2 separate regions of the Danio rerio genome follow, and region 2 is linked to region 1. A link is a contact called in public Micro-C data. All regions are on one chromosome and are shown on one strand. The core of a region is the stretch at or near the end of the contact, and the rest is flanking DNA. Distances in the headings are between cores, read along the strand shown. Region 1 overlaps zbtb20 (zinc finger and BTB domain containing 20). Region 2 holds the start of zbtb20 (zinc finger and BTB domain containing 20).

Region 1 (5,674 bases), core at 1,333-3,832:
CAGATCAAAAAAAGTCAAAGGTCAGTAAATGATGACAGAAATGTCATTTTTAAGTGAACTATCCCTATAAGCATGCAGTTTACTAAGAAATCACAAAGCTTAAAATCTACGCAAGTTAAGCATGGATAGAAATATACATTTTTTAAAAACAAAAGAGACCAATTTTTTTTTGCTATGTAAAATGAACGGGCCTTTCAGAACCCACTACTGTGCTATACTGTGCAATGAGCAAAAAATAATATATTTTGAAGAATGTTGAAAATTGGTAAACATCAACAACCATTGCAGGAAAGTCAAATAATATGGAAGTCAATGGTTACCGGTTTCCAGCATTCTTCAAAATATCTTCTTGTGTGTTGAACAGAACGAAAAAAGTCAAAGGTGTTTAAATAATGCCAGAAATGTTATTTTTGGGTGAATTATCCCTTTAAATACGCAGTTTACTAGGTAATCACAAAGCTAAAATCTCTGAAAATTAAGCATGGACAGAAGTATTGGCATCCACAGTAGGTAAAACAAATGCAATAAAAGTCAATGGTAACCGGTTTCCAGCATTCTTCAAAATTTCTTCTTAGTTTGCAATGTAAAATGAACGAGCCTTTCAGAACCCCATGATGTGCTATCCTGTGCAGATCGCACAAAATAAGATATTTTGAAAAATGTAGGAAACTGGTAACCAACTACATCCATGGCAGGAAAGTCCAATAATATGGAAGTCAATGGTTACCGGTTTCCAGCATTCTTCAAAATATCTTCTTTTGTGCAGAACAGAACGAAAAAAGTCAAAGGTCAGTAAATGATGACAGAAATGTTATTTTTGGGTGAAGGATCCCTTTAAGCACACAGTTTCCTAGGAAATTAGAAAGCCTAAAATCTACCCAAAATAATCATGGACAGAAATATTGGCATCCATAGAAGGTAAAAAAATGCAATGTAAGTCAATGGTTACCGGTTTCCACCATTCTTCAAAATATCTTCTTGTGTGTTGAACAGAACGAAAAAAGTCAAAGGTGTTTAAATAATGTCAGAAATGTTATTTTTGGGTGAATTATCCCTTTAAATACGCAGTTTACTAGGTAATCACAAAGCTGAAATCTCTGAAAATTAAGCATGGACAGAAGTATTGGCATCCACAGTAGGTAAAACAAAAGTCAATGGTTACCGGTTTCCAGCATTCTTCAAAATTTCTTCTTAGTTTGCAATGTAAAATGAACGAGCCTTTCAGAACCCCATGATGTGCTATCCTGTGCAGATCGCACAAAATAAGATATTTTGAAAAATGTAGGAAACTGGTAACCATCTACATCCATGGCAGGAAAGTCCAATAATATGGAAGTCAATGGTTACCGGTTTCCACCATTCTTCAAAATTTCTTCTTTTGTGCAGAACAGAACGAAAAAAGTCAAAGGTCAGTAAATGATGACAGAAATGTCATTTTTGGGTGAACGATCCCTTTAAGCACGCAGTTTCCTAACACATCACAAAGCTAAAATCTCCACAAATTAGTCATGAACTGAAATAAATAAAAACAAAACAAAAATGAATTTTTTTTTGTAATATAAAACGATTGGGCCTTTTAGAACCCACCATACTGTGCAGGGGCACAATTTCACAGACCCAGAGTTTCTCCCCGAAAATATCCCAAGCCTTGCTAGTGATCAGTGGTGAAATTAGGTAACAAAAGTGCGAGGATCCCGAACGTCAGGAATTGCTCCCAAAGATCACCCCACACACACACACACACACACTCACAGGCGGGTGGGCAGCCGTTCCCCTCCTCTCTGCCTGGCCCACAGTGGGTGCACAGCAGCCGCCTGCTACCTGCCCAGAATCCTAATCAGTCCAGGGGTCTGTCTGTCCCCCCTCCCCTCCCCTTGCCTCCGCCTGTCTCACTCATTCTGCCTGGTTCAGACTCGCTCCACCCACTCGCTCACCCCTCCGTCTCCCGCCCTGCCTCTTTCTCTGCCTTGGACGAAAGGGGCCGATGATCCTTCAAAATTAATTAGATCCCTCCCCACCCCCTTTTTCCGGAAAAAAAAATCCACATAAGCACCCCCCCCCCTTTTTTTTCTTCTTCACCGCCCTTGTTTTCCCTCTCCCAAAAAATCTCTAATCTTAGAAGGGAATCTCTCAGTTTTATTACGACTGAAAAAAAACCAAACGTTTTCCTGTGTGTGTGTGTGTGTGTGTGTGTTCTGTCAGTCACTCAATAACTGTCAATACGTCCCTAGAGGTCAGCAGACGCTCAGACGGACAAAGACCACTAAAAAGAAAAGAATAATACCGCTATGACGGACAGCGAGGAAAAAAAAAAAGTGAGAAAAGCAGGCGATATTCAGGTTAATCAGAGACGCTTTTTAATGAGGCGGCCATCTCATAAAGCATGCCGTGCGGTGACTGGAAATCATTTTTATCAGGACTGGGGGGGTGGGATGGGGGGAAAACAAAGACGGAGAGAGGCAAGGCAAGAAAAAGGTGAGGGTGGGGAGTCGGGCAGAGCGAAGGAGGGAGGTGTGGGGTGTTTCTGGGAAAGGATGTCAAGCATCTGAATAATATAAATCTCAAATATGCAAATGTGACTTACAATGCTCGGCATTCACACATTGTCCTTTGCCTCTGAGCCTGGTCTTTAATGGCACACAGCAGAAACAATAAGAGCGCGAGAGAGGTGGTGCTGGGGATTTATTTAGAACGCGACCAAACTATATTTGTATAAAACCCACATAAATATATTAATGCAGCTGAATGGTACGCTGACCTGCTTTTCTTTTTTTAAATACCCACTGCTTTTTTGATGTCTCCGTGTCTCTTGTTCATAGGTGGTAATAATCTGCATCACACGTGTGTCAGAGGCCTATATATAAAAAAAAAAATAGTGAATGACAAGAGACAGGCAAGAATCGAAGCTGACAGTATCTGTCTTGTCTGGGTTTTGGCGTCAGTTATGGACGGGAGTTATTATTCAGATGCGGTGAATCACTATACTGTGTGTGACATACTTTCTCTCGCTTGTAGGTTTTAGGCAAGGTCGAAATCACAAAATGTCCTTAGTGCAGACGTGCAACCTTTGGATACTCCAAAATGTACAGTTGAAGTCAGAATTATTAGCCCTCTTGTTTATTTTTCCCCCAATTTCTGTTTAACGGAGAGCAGATTTATTCAACACATTTCTAAACATAATAGCTTTAATAATTCATTTCTAATAACTGATTTATTTTATCTTTGCCATGATGACAGTAAATAATATTTGACTAGATATTTTTCAAGACGCTTCTATACACCTTAAAGTGACATTTAAAGGCTTAACTAGGTTAATTAGGCAGGTTAGGGTAATTAGGAAAGTTATTGTAAAAAATAGTTTGTTCTATAGACTATCGAATAAAAATATAGCTTAAAGGGGCTAATAATATTAACCTTAAAATAGCTCATAAAAAATTAAAAACTGCTTTTATTCTAGTCGAAATAAAACAAATAAGACTTCATCCAGAAGAAAAAATATTATCAGACATACTGTGAAAATTTCCTTGCTCTGTTAAACATGAGTTGGGAAATATTTAAAAAAGAAAAAAAAAATCTAAGGGGGGCAAATAATTCTGACTTTAACTGTATGTTTCTCCCCTTATTTGTATTGACTAAGGATGCAACGATTATAGATTTTGCTTGTATGATTATAGTCTGAGGATAGGGCTGGGTGATTAATCGAAAAGTAATCGACATTCAGAACTTATAATCGATCAACATTTTTCAGGTAAATTCTTTTTAATTGCTTACAGTACCTTACTGCTTGTGGAATCACGTGACTCTGCTCTGTTTGTTACTATTGTGTTATTTTGCTCTACATTGACGATGATTGGAAGCTGAGAATATTTTCAATTACATTAAATTATTATTTACATTAAAATATTATTTACAGAAGATGCAAGAAATGCACTGATTAAATTATTATTTACAGGATTTGCAGGAGTTATTTTATTTAGAAGAGATATTGCTTATTTTTTACTTTTAATATGAACATTTTTTTTAAATAATTTAATTTTTTTTTACAAAAGTGCTGGTTATATATTTATTAATTTATTCATTTTCTTTTCAGCTTAGTCCCTTTATTAATCAGGGGTCGCCAAAGCAGAATGAAAGCCAGTTATTATTTATTTTCAATTTTTTATAAAAAGTGAAGTCTGTTTTAGGCAATCTGTGTTATAATTTCAGTTGTTTAATAAATAATCATAGATAGTAGACATAGTGTGTTTCCATTTTAAAATCAAGTAATCCACCCTACATTCAGAAATCTCTCACTGTATTAAACCTGTCAGTGAACTATGAGGGGAAAAAATTAAAGAAATTAATAAAATAATTGTTCATTAATCAGAATCGAGTTAAAATGTTCAGTTAATCCAGATTTGTATTTTAGGCCAAATCGCCCAGCCCTATCTGAGGAATAATCACGGTTTCACGGTTATCATGATTTTTATGCATTCATTCATTTCAAAACACGACTAGCTTAGAAAATCACAAGAAGACTACTTCCATTTTTATTTTGCTCAGTAAACAAATAATATAGCACAAAATAATAATAATAATAATAATAATAATAATAATAATAATAATAAACAAACAATAGTCCATTTCACTCTTTGGATTTAAAAATAAGTGAAAAGTTTAGGAATTTAAACACAACTGATAATTTTACACTGAAAATAAATGACAGAACAATAAATAAACAAACAACAATAACAAAAATTAAAAAAAATTATATTTGTCTAATGTAAATCTGCATATTAGCTAAAGGCTGATGTTTGCTTCTGCGTCAAGCGCACGATTGCATAGCCCTCAATGTGGCTGACGGCGATGTGCACCTCCCAAAAAATGTAAGTACACATTGCAACGATGCGTAGCCCAAGCTCTGTGATTGGTCAACTTGGTAATGGAAGTGTGTGAGAGCCGTGAGCCTGATGGAGCAATCGTTTACAAGTGTAAAGTCGTGAGAAGAAACTCCAGGTGGAATCTTTTGTTTTGTGTTTACCTCATGATTAAAGTTTTTTCACGTCCGCCGGTTCCCACCTCTAAATGAGCTAGTTTTACCTACTTGTACATCAAGGTAGCGTTCAGAAAAAGAAACAAAATTCAAAACAATTTTCTTTTCAGCCTAGTCCCTTTATTAATTGGGGTCACCACAACGGAGGAACCACCAGTTCTGGAGGTAATAAAAATAACAACAATAATAATAATAATAATAATAATGGGCGACGCAGTGGCACAGCAGGTAGTGCTGTCACCTCACAGCAAGAAGGTCGCTGGTTTGAGCCTCAGTACTGGTCAGTTTATTTTGATGGTAAAATAAATTCTACCATTTAGAGTTCAAAACTCTTACTGGGATTCATGCAGTGTTCATTTCATCAACGAAAATAAGGGTGAAAAATGTTCATTGCCTATTCACCCTATTCTTTGCCGATGAGCGGGCGCTGCCATTTGAATCTTTTTGGCTCGAGACTTCTGGTCTCATTCACTTCCATTCATTTTTAGACGTTACAAACTGCTTGTTCCGCTGCTTGATGTTGCAAACTGATATTTTCTTATTATATTATTCTACTTGGTCTGTTAAGTAATGCAAACATTTGTTTGTAGAGCGGCGAGGTAGTGGCGCAGTAGGTAGTGCTGTCGCCTCACAGCAAGAACG
Region 2 (5,674 bases), core at 1,364-3,863, 44 kb after region 1:
AGCAGGTGCACAATAATAAAAAAACACCATGAAAAAGTAGAAGCGGAGCAGTCTAGCACGTGCTGAAGGGCTTAATTCATAAACTAATACAGGCCTTATAACACGGATTTTTATTCAAAGTGATCTTTAATAAAAAACTAGTTTGTCATGGATATGGAAAGAGTTAAATTACTCGACGAAGTCCTGCCTGCAGATGCAGGAAAGCTTTTACAAAAGAGTTAGGCTATATGAAAAGAAGGTCGGTACCAGAGCAAAAAATAATTAAATAAATAAAGTGCCAAAAGATACAGTTTCAGATATATATTTGCAATAATATTACAAGCACAAAGAACAACTAAGTATTCCTCAAACATTTCCAACGATTAATAATAAGATAAAATACTTAGGCTTTACTTAATGTATGCATTATCCTCTCATAGCCACATAAGATGTAAAGACATACATATTTAGGTTATATGTGAAACGTAGAATGATTGAAACAAGACATAAAAAGTGTTTGACAGGCACTCATAATTATAATTCAAAATATATTAATGTACCGCAAAGCAAAACGGGGTTAATAGACCAGAGGTCATGATTTCTCCTAAACCCTACTGTATAATGTATTTATATTCAATAAAATACTTTGCTTTTAATCAATATGTCTAAACTTTAAAAAATCATTAACGTTAAATTAAATCTTATTCGACTGTTATATAGCCAAGGTGCGTTGTTATATATATACATAAATAAGTAAAAGGGTCAAACTTCCAAGGCCGCACTGCCAAAAATGTAAGACTGTCGGTGCGTAAATTATTAAAAAAAAAATAAAAACTGAGTGCGAACAAACTCACACTTTGTTAAATAAAAATGAGACTGTTAAAATGTGTTTATCCCGTTAAAAGCAAGCTTTCCCTCAATTCAGTTCACACGAAAACACTCAAATAATCAAAGTAGCCAACATCGGATAGAATCTCCCCACATTAAATGACAAGCTTTTCATGTCATTTGCTATAAATAAACAGCTTATATAAGACAGACATTTTATAATACTGCGTCGGGAAACAGAGGGCATATGATAAATTAATGAAAAATGTGTCTGGGCTGCTTTTTCCACTACGGGCCAATGCCATGGCTCCATACCCGCCGTCTCCTACCACACAGAGATAACAATACAATGAGAGCTGTGATCGGACGGCCGCTAAAAGGCCCCGTTGCCTCCAAAAAAACTGAAGACGAGCTCCAATGTGTTTTGCCATATGAAGTTTTTTGGTGTTAAAATGGCCGAGAGATTTATTGTTTGCGTAGCCTCCAAACGCGTGCGTTATAGGCAACAAGCTGGCACTTCACAACACGGAGTCAAAAAGAGGTCATTCAGTAAGTACAAGCATTAGAATCCAGAACAGATGGGCATTTATGTTTTGTGACTGAAACTAAATTTCGCTTTCTTCGCATAGTCGGAGCGAGCACTAAAAAATTCGGTCACTTAGCAAGCCTGCGTATCCTAATTTAATAATGCCAAATAACGGACATGGTAAAGCGCCAGATACACTCCCTACAAAACTCCGCAGCTTTAGTATAACTACAATTCAAGCTGGCTTTTAATACATCCACTGAAAAACAGCAACATTCATAACAATTCTGCTTATGTCTGAGATAGCCCGAGTCCAGAGGCTAGCGCGCAAATCTACAGGGGTCAATAAAATATTAGCAATAGCCCGGAAAATACTGGGATTCCGGATAAGCGGCGGAAATGTTTAAATCATCACTTGTATCTCGAGTTAAACAAAATACTTCGCATTCTGGAGCCCATTGGAGATACTTGACACTTAACACACGTTCAAAGCGGTGTTATTCTATCAAATATTTTGGTCGTATGTAGGGAAGTCCCTAGCGGCTCTGCTTTTCGTGTCATGGTTCAGTGTTGTTACGGTTAACTTGGCGTAAATATTAAAACGCACTGCAAACGAACACAACCCATAAGAAGTACATACAAAGTCTTCACATCCCGACAACAGCTTGAACTAGTATAAAATGAGTGACCGAGCGAGGAATTACATGGTCATTCCACCTGAGACGTCACTCCAAACAAGCATTTAGATAATTGTTTTGCTGTGTTTCACAATTTAGACAAGCACTAGATGTTCAGGGAAAACTTCAGAATGGAGATCCTGGGGATTCTTTCGCAAGTAAATGTAATTTCACTAGCAAGTTTGCTTTTTCCTCTTTAAAGCTGGTTCACTTATAAAACACTGCTGAACAATGAGTAAAGTCTTGCGACTGAGCTATTACTTTAAGCTCGAGCTTAAGTTTTTCCCGGCTCATATCAAGGGAATGACTGCTATTACTCTTATAAATAGCCTAACATAAATAGTATAAGTACCCTCCCCCTCCCTTCCCTCTCCCTATTTCTTACCTGCTGCTTTAAGGGTCTTTCTTCTCCAGTGGCTACAGCGCTTCACAGCTTCCCCGGTTTTCCCCAGGCAAGGACTGAGTTTATTAATATTGTCCCTTACTTTGTTTCATTTCTCACTTCCATCTTCTTTCATCTCATCAATAAACACACGCTGCAGCCTACCTTCGGAGAGGACATCACGCAGCTCGCTCGTGCCCTCCCATTTTTTCACTATTCGTCGAAGATTTTGGGCAGCCACGCCTTTCTGCTGGCGATTGGAACAGAATGGACTTTCTTGAAGCACGTAGGTTGTGATATAAATCGTTCAACATGACTTTACCCCAATCGGTGAGCCGCACGCCCTCCCTTCCGCGCGGCGAGGAACGCTGAAACTGGCTCCATTGTGGCTCTGAAAGTGAAACTATTCTTGCCTTGTCGCGATTGTTGTGCTTGAACCAGCATGGACACTACGCATCCTCAGTTTCCTAACTGTACAAGTGCACCGCTGAGTGTGTCGAAGGTCCCCCTTTGGAGGAGTTTCTGCTTTCACCCCCTTGATTCCTGAGCGTGGTCAAGTGCATACATTAGCACGAATTAAACGTTATTTGGTCAAACAAGCGCGAATTAAACTCCGGGAAATCCATGTCCCATCCACGACCAAAAGGCCAGTCATCCGAGAATCCCGCATGTTGATCATTTATAGATAGCCTACTTTAGATTGGTTAGGGAGGATGTCAATAAATTTCTCCAAATTATATCCGCGCCCACATTGGATGATGACGCTGCCCGTCAGATTTGGGGACCAACAAGCTAGATTGCTCGCCGCCCGTTGGCTTTTACTTTCTACGCATTTCTATTTTCTCATTTATTTATTTTTTAACGTCCCTAGCTGACCTCAAGGAAACGTAAGGAGAGTTGCTGACGGCACTGCTGGCCAATCAGATCGTGTAAAGTGACACCGAAGTTTTTTGTTCACCAATACGTTCACAGAGCCGTTGTGACGGACTCAAAATAATGCAATAGTGGTTCACGAGTCCCCAGCTACACTGAGCAGTGCCCCCTCCTCCCGACTCCCCCCAGTCTAGACAATGACAGGTGTGTGTGTGCGCGCGCGCTCGTCTGTAGTCTAGACGAGGAATAATCAACCTTCAAGCCCAAGTGATTTTTTTTCAGGCGTTTATATATATATATATATATATATATATATATATATATATATATATATATATATATATATATATATATATATATATATATATTCATACACACACACACTACAATTTGAAAATGAACTAGTAATCGTGCAAACGTGTCTCAGAGATATGAATGAACAGAGTAATTTACATATATCTCGAATATGACGATGTCTGGCAGCGTTATAATTATAATTTACGACGTCCCGGCAGGAACCTTTGATGGCAAATATCAAAGAGACATGTTTACATAGAACAAGCCAATTCGTGGGTATCTGTTCTGTATATTACTATGATAAAGGAGCGGTTCGACCTTGGCACACGTAAATATTTCGTCACATGTAACAATCCCTCTCCTCCATAATATCATCCCGCTTAGTATGAGGTTTCCGGTCCGCTTGCGCGCTTTTCTTGATATGGAGGTCCCCCTTTCGGTTGTAAACATGAACAGCAGCGTTTCACCGAGAGGTTCACCGGGGGACACGCACACCGTCTGCCCTACATAAAATGCACCCATTGTAGGCCGAGGTGTCAGCTGAGGACGACTTGCAACCTAGAAACAGCAGTTTGGCCCCTCCTTCTCTTTGTCAGGCGCATTGTAAACGTTAGCCCGAAGTCTTCTGAGGTACTTTCTCCAAAAATAGCGCATAAAACTGGCATTAACAGCAGAAATGACATTTCGTCCGCATGACTGTAGTTTTGTTCTCTCCGAATAACCGTTTTCTAGACCCCCCACGAATCTTTATCAAAGGCGCTGTCCCGGGAAACTATGCCCAATGACATCATCCAAGCCTTTTGTATACAGTTGCTAAGGGTTACAGGGTGACATTTCAAAAACAATCCCCTGCTGTAGATACATTCGATATACTCGGTCCCGGTTGTGTACTAACGTTAAACGGACTAAACACAAACTTTAGTCTTTATTTTAAAACAGAGGTATTTCTACTTGATATTAGAGAGCGAACTGTTTGAGTACATTAGCAATAATGCTTCGCGGAAGCACACTTCGCAACTTACTTTTTGAGTATATCGTATGCTAAAGAAGACTTTAGCGTAAACTTTGTGAGATGGCAGACTTTGATACATCAGAAAAAGTGCTTATCACCGAAAGTGCGGACACCGTTCGTACTACGGACCCTTATGAACGCTCTGTTGACTATATGGAGACTCATAATATCCTTCAAATATTTCAGGTGAGAAAGAACAAAGCTGCTGCTACTCATATATTTTCTTACGAAGAAAATGGTAGACAGTGAAGAACTGCTTTGCACAAAATGGCGAAGGAGCACTAATAGAAGTTCCTAAAAATGTAGCTGCGTTAAACTATTGAAGTGTTTCACTTTATTTTAATAAACGTGTTCACGCATTAAAATTATAAATGTAAGAAAGGAGGTGATTGACTACAAATGTCATTTTAAAAGTACAAAACTGAATTATATTTTCACTCATTTGTGCTATTTCAGGATATCACAGAGAAACTGGTTTTTGATAGACCAGACGATCCTCTTCAGTTCATGTTAGAGCAGGTATTTTGTTTTGTATTTCAAATTTCCACTGTATGCTAGTGATCTATTTATAACTACAGTATATGAGCAATTCCAGCATTATAGTTGTGACATTATCAGTAAAAACCTAAATCATAAATACACAGAGAAAGTATTAAATTGAAACATCTGTTTTTATTTTCCAAAATAACCAACCACAGAGTTATGGGATTAGAAAAATATCAATCTGTAAACATATTTCATATTTTAAATGAGGAAAATAAAGATGCAATATGGATGTGACCAAAAATATGTAAGTTTACATATAACATATAATATAATACATATAATAATACATATAATAATACATATAACATATAATAAATAAAAATATATAATATACTTTGTATAAATTCTGTGAATTAAACTGCACTACCCAAAAGAAATAATGCTAATCAAAAGGATAAGAGTTGGCTCACTATAGAACAAAAAAAAACATTGATTTTATATATATATATATATATATATATATATATATATATATATATATATATATATATATATATATATATATATATATATATATATATATATATATATATTTTGCATCTATGAGGGTAAAG

The links. A called contact is a pair of places that touch in the nucleus more often than the background predicts.
Region 2: a Micro-C map of caudal fin shows a contact between it and region 1, with 8 times the contacts expected there. The contact joins the promoter of zbtb20 here to the enhancer-like site in region 1. A contact is called at or near these places in 2 of 18 Hi-C or Micro-C datasets (caudal fin and embryo).

What each region holds. Positions count from the first base shown.
Region 1 is chr5:73,631,804-73,637,477 of GRCz12tu, forward strand. The region is part of intron 1 of zbtb20 (zinc finger and BTB domain containing 20); the gene reads right to left. Among named protein-coding and RNA genes, the nearest start is that of zbtb20, 44 kb to the right of the region's middle. Within about 2 kb of position 2,583, at least 25 of the 62 cell types and tissues checked have an H3K27ac peak or open chromatin away from gene starts, as enhancers often do. A contact at or near this core is called in caudal fin, where this site is marked.
Region 2 is chr5:73,675,745-73,681,418 of GRCz12tu, forward strand. zbtb20 (zinc finger and BTB domain containing 20) reads right to left here and starts at 2,614. Exons shown (of 4, transcript NM_001080604.1): 1 at 2,396-2,614. tex55 (testis expressed 55) reads left to right here and starts at 4,392. Exons shown (of 3, transcript XM_073951660.1): 1 at 4,392-4,760; 2 at 5,031-5,093. The coding sequence starts at 4,635.